Linked DNA regions of Mus musculus: region 2 is linked to region 1. Evidence: chromatin contacts called from public HiChIP or PLAC-seq data. All regions are on one chromosome and are shown on one strand. Each heading gives the region's core, a stretch centred on a gene start, on an enhancer-like site or on the middle of the called end of the contact. The rest is flanking DNA. Distances are from core to core; before and after follow the strand shown. Region 1 has its middle 86 kb from the start of Gm32240. Region 2 overlaps Fggy (FGGY carbohydrate kinase domain containing).

Region 1 (2,607 bases), core at 77-2,576:
AGAATGATGGAGGGAGTGATAATCAAAAGCTCCACAGTTGTTGCCATTCCTCTGTGGCACTATGCCTCCAGGACACAGCTATAGGTGTTTAATAGCTTTTGTCTGGACCTTTGCAGTGCCATTCTAAGGGATTTCTCTGCCCCCAGGGGACCTTTCCAAATCTCCCTGAGAGAACCGGTGTAAGGCAAGAGTCTGATCATGCCCTTCTCCTTTCCTCGTGGAAAACTGACTTTACACTCAAGGGAGCAAGGACTGCACCTGGCAGGGACAGACAGACAGACATTCCATGTGAGGGCATGGGCAAGCAGGTGTGGCAGGGACCTTGATGAACTGGAGTTTGGCTGACTTACAGCATTCAAATTTGGAATTCTGGAGAACAGGCTCTGTCTTGGGACAGAGTTTTTAGCCTTTACTGCCAATAGACTTGGCCACAATATGAAACCTGAAGTTTTTTACTTTGGTTGATGAGGTTCAGCCTCCTTCTTGGTGTGCCCTGGTGACTTAATCCTATGACTGTCAAACTGCAGTTTTCCCACATTCTCATACTGGTCCTTGGCTCATTCCCCTTGATGAAACCTGGCACGCCTGATTTTGCTCGTCCTTTGCTGAAATGCTCCTCATTCCAGACTCTTCCCCCAGCTCACCTTCTCTGATCTCAGATGCATTTCCCCAGATGGACTGTGTATGTGTGTGCTGCCCCAATACTACCTGTCGCTCTCCTCATCATGATCAGTATCTGGTTGTAATTGTGGTTTTGTTGGTTTGTGTTTTGTTTTATTTTTCTCCACTTCCCCTGCTAAGATATATGTGCCAGAGACTCCAGAGACTAAGCGTTAACCATCTTTGTGCCTAGAATAAATGGAGTTTTCTATCATTGTTAAATGAAGAAGTGAGAAGGCAGGTGACCCTGTAGTAATGGTCAGGAATTTAACCAGTGCATGGTATAAAAATTGCTCCAATTATTTATACTGAAAAGTAGGGAGGGACTGCATCTCTTTCTCTCCATAACAGGAAAGGTTAGACCCAGTGGAAAGAAAAATTAAAGAGTAGTAATGTTACTTAATTAATTACTAAATTCTACTTTCCTTTTTGATGATTCAAACTTCTGGGCTTGGCCTGGTATATTGGCACACATCTTTAATACCAGCATTTGGGAAGCAAAGGCAGGGAATCTCTGAGTTCTAGACCAGCCTGGTCTAAATAGTGAAATCTTGTCTCAAAAAAAAAAAAATTGCTTCTGTGCTGTACTTAAACACTATCCCTCACTGTTGATTTGAATTCTCGAGAGTCTGTTTACCCAGTGGGATAGTTACCCACAGTTACTGTCACTAGATGGCGGACTTCCCTTTGATTGCTTATAGACAGGGGTTCTTCTTTGTCCTATTTAAGGTATGACACCCCCCACCCCCCACCCCCCCCCCGTAGGAAATTCAGCACCTTTCATGGATGGAATATCTACCTGAACTTAGAACAAAGTGCCACAAACTTGGGGACTGATAAACCGTAGCAACTGTCTCTTAAAGTTTAGGAAAATGGGAAGCCTAAGGTCAAGGTGTTGAAGATTCAGTGCTTGTCAGTGGCCTAGTTCTTCAAATATGAAGGCTTCTGGCCTTTTCCCCACTCACGGGAGTGGTAAAGAAGTGGTCTGGCACTTGCTAAAAGAAGAGCACTTGCTGTGGTTCAACTCTTTGTGTTTCATGTTGGTATTTGGTTTCTGATACAGGAATATTACCAGGTATGGCCTTTGGGAAGTCACTCGGTCAGCAGTGCTCCTTCCTTATAAAGGGGATTCTGACCCTCTAGAATGAAGCTCCAGTGGGCACTTAGCCCACTTTCGTCCTTTCTGCCATGTGAAGACGTAGTATCCATCCTTTCAAGAGGATGGAGCAAGGGACCATCTTAAAAGTCAAGATCGGTTTTCACCATACTCCACATCAGCTTGATTGTGGACATTCTAGCTTCCAGAATTGGGAGAAATAAATTTCTATTACTTATAGATAGTCTGGTCTGTAATACATTTTACAGCATCATATATGGACACAGGCACTAATCCTGCTCACAAAGGCTCCATCCTAATTGGATCTCAATGCCCCATCACTTTCTAATATTATCACCTTGGGTTGTAAAATTTTGACATGTGATATTGCATGGGAAGCAGAGAATTTAGAATAGATCAATGTCTGTGGGCATTTGAGTGTAGTGAATTTCTTCAAGCTTAAGTGGTACAGTTTTCAAGACCAAGACTAGATGAACAAGATCTACAAAGCTAAACAAAGATCTGCAGGCATAAATCGAGAGAGGGATAACTTGCTGCATCATGAAAGTATTCTGTTAAGCCAGGCGTGGTGGTGCACGCCTTTAATCCCAGTACATGGGAGGCAGAGGCAGGTGGATTTCTGAGTTTGAGGTCAGCATGGTCTACAGAGTGAGTTCCAGGGTTCCAGAGTTCCAGCCGGGGTTATACAGAGAATCCCTGTCTCAAAAACAAACAAACAAACAAACAAACAAACAAACAAAGTACAAACAAAAAAGTACCCTGTTGACTATCCTCCATCCATCCCCAACAGGGATCTTGTCAGTGACTTCATGGAAGCCATCTATAGAATG
Region 2 (2,607 bases), core at 64-2,563, 480 kb after region 1:
ATCATAGAGACTTTTTTATATATTCTTTGAAAGATACTCTTCTTCTTGATGAATATCTTATGAATGTCCCTGGGACCAGTTTGAGCTGTGGGGCATGCTCTTAAAAGTCTGCCAGACCCTGAGAGGAACCACACAACCATAGAGAGAAAGCAGACCCCGTGAGCAAAGCCCCAGTGATGGACAGAGGACTTGTTCTTGGTGGCTGTTTAGTTTTTCTTGTTTATGGGGTTTCTTCTTAGAAAGAAATAAAATAAGAATGAAAAAAAGAATTTTTTTTTCTCAATGCTTTTCAGTGTAGGAAGTATTTAAGGAATTCAGTGCCCAGAGGCAGTACAACAGTAAGAACAGGTGATGTTTTCTTTTCTTTTATTCCTTTCTTCTTTCACAAAGGAACTGAGGGCTTTACTCCATGTACCACGGCTAATAAGCGAAAGGGTAACAGCTTGGGTGCCCATCTACACAACCCCTAAGCTGTTTTCATGGCATCCTCTGTTGCTCCATCATTGTTAGCTCAGATTTCAAGGGTTCTATAGCTGATCAGAGTCTGGTTTGCTACAGGAAGGACTCCAGGTTACATGTCATTAGTTGTTTCCCTCTCTATGTTTTCCATTGAGCCGTAAGCCAGTGCAGCTCAGCTAATAGGCACATATCAGACCTGAGAAACTCCAGCCCCAACCATGAGGGCTGATTTAGTAAGGTCTTATGGAAAGCAGTAGATAAGTATCTCTCACTTCATTTTACTTTATTTCATTTATTTACTTATTAGTGCCAGGCTAATACCCAGGGCTTTGTGTATGGTAAGCATGTGCTCTGCTAGGGAGCCATGCCATGAGCCACAGGGTCTATAATTGTAGTGTCTACAAAGGCTGTAATGGGGGATTCAAAAATGCCTGCAACAAATGTCATAAGAGGACAACCGAATCTTTCCACAACTATTTTTCTCCGTCCCTAGCAAAGGATATTTTATATAAACGAGAGCCTAAATGTATGATAAATGGTTCTAAGAGTGAAGTAAATGAATAAATATTAATAAAATACGAATAGCATCAAGCTGAAGAGCCCGTCCCTGGTTGGTGTTGGGCACACTACAGGAATCTCTCAAATCACTATCCTTTCGAAGATGTCCTTTGGAAGGCTTAGGTCCAGCTGTTCTGAGGAGCCATGACAGAGGATCTGGTAAAATCTGCTAGCAATTAGAGACTGTGGAATTTTTATGTTCTCTTGAATAGTGAGAGAGACTGTTTGTATCGCTCTAAAGACAAACCCAGAAACCAAAGTGCAGATGCACCAGGGCACAACAGGAAACCACAAAAGCCTAAGATCTTTCCATGTAAATAAGAAGCTGGCCTTTACTTTTGAATCCACAGTGCAGAGTGGAGCACAGTTGTTAATCCAGCTTTTGCACAGCTCTGCTTTGAGCTTGAGCACAGTTAAACCATGCCACAGGATAAAAAGCACTTAAAAATGCTTGTTTTGATCAGCAAGCTTCATTTGTGTTAGTGAACAGTTTGGGGACACAGGTGCAGTGTGGACTCAGAACCATTAATTGGTCTCCCTTGTTCTTTTTGCAGTGATATTTGAAACCCTACTTCCCTCCACAAAGTTATATTAATCCATATAAATGCACGGGACATTTCCTGTTGACAAGCCTCTCTCACATGTCCCATCCTGGGGCCTCTGGTCCAGGTGCAAAGTGGAGAAACAGTGGTAACAATTCCCATACCTTCTTGTGTTGTTACCTCGATCTACATTTGATCAGTCCTATTACACTGGGAAGTAAGTAATACCGTACAACTGATCATAAAGTTTTTGTAGATAAGGAAAATGTGGTAGAACAAAAACCCATAGGTTTTGTTATTAGGTTGGCAGACCTATGTTCAATATAGAGTGCCTTAGCTCCAAAGTACCTTCCTTGTTCAACACCGACTGCAAGCCAGGCATGGGGCATAACGAAGAGTAGAAGTAGCCCTTGAGTCAGTTATAGTCCAGAGGAAGAGATGGGGAGGAAGCGTAAATTGCATAATCATGTCAAAGTACATTTAAGTATGCATATGCTCAACACTCTACCAATTTCATTCCTAGATAAAATCTTGGGGAAACTCCCGCACTGTGAAACAATATACACAGAGCCTTTTTAATACATCATATATCATACTATCCCCTGTTTGGATTTCCATTAGTAGAACATATTGCTAAACTATCATATTCATATGCTGACTTACATGTTTAATGAATAGACTGCATCTACATATAGTGGATAAGTGCAACAATTATAAAGTAACACAAAGAAGAAATGAGAGAAGTAGGCACAAAAATATTGCATCCATGGAAATTCTAAAAGAAGTAAAAACAAATGATGAAACTTAGGAATTTGGGCTGAACCTAGGAAGACAAAAGGATAATTGCCACAGATCTTAAAACCTTAGTGAATTCTATTTGTTGAAGGTTTTGGCTGTGTAGAACATAACTGCTTTCAGAAGTGGTCTAGAGGAACTGCCATTTGTTGATGAAGGACACATAAGCACTTAGTATTTTTTAAGATGTTCTGTAATTTTTAATCTCCTCTTCTAAGAGTGATATGTGTGCTGGAACCACCATGAAAGGACC

What was found. HiChIP or PLAC-seq counts read pairs in DNA pulled down with a chosen protein or histone mark.
Region 2: a contact with region 1 is called in a RAD21 HiChIP or PLAC-seq map of pro-B cells, with 10 times the contacts expected there. The contact joins two enhancer-like sites. A contact is called at or near these places in 2 of 15 datasets of contacts at CTCF or cohesin (large pre-B cells and pro-B cells), 3 of 484 Hi-C or Micro-C datasets (the 63-12 cell line, CD8 T cells and bone marrow-derived macrophages), 3 of 115 datasets of contacts at active chromatin or transcription factors (the 230-238 cell line, T-cell acute lymphoblastic leukemia and large pre-B cells) and 1 of 9 other capture datasets (adipose tissue).

What each region holds. Positions count from the first base shown.
Region 1 is chr4:95,292,990-95,295,596 of GRCm38.p6, forward strand. No RefSeq gene overlaps it. Among named protein-coding and RNA genes, the nearest start is that of Gm32240, 86 kb to the left of the region's middle. Within about 2 kb of position 1,327, at least 1 of the 459 cell types and tissues checked has an H3K27ac peak or open chromatin away from gene starts, as enhancers often do. A contact at or near this core is called in pro-B cells, where this site is marked.
Region 2 is chr4:95,776,733-95,779,339 of GRCm38.p6, forward strand. All of the region lies in intron 8 of Fggy (FGGY carbohydrate kinase domain containing), which reads left to right. Among named protein-coding and RNA genes, the nearest start is that of Hook1, 190 kb to the right of the region's middle. Within about 2 kb of position 1,314, at least 31 of the 459 cell types and tissues checked have an H3K27ac peak or open chromatin away from gene starts, as enhancers often do. A contact at or near this core is called in pro-B cells, where this site is marked.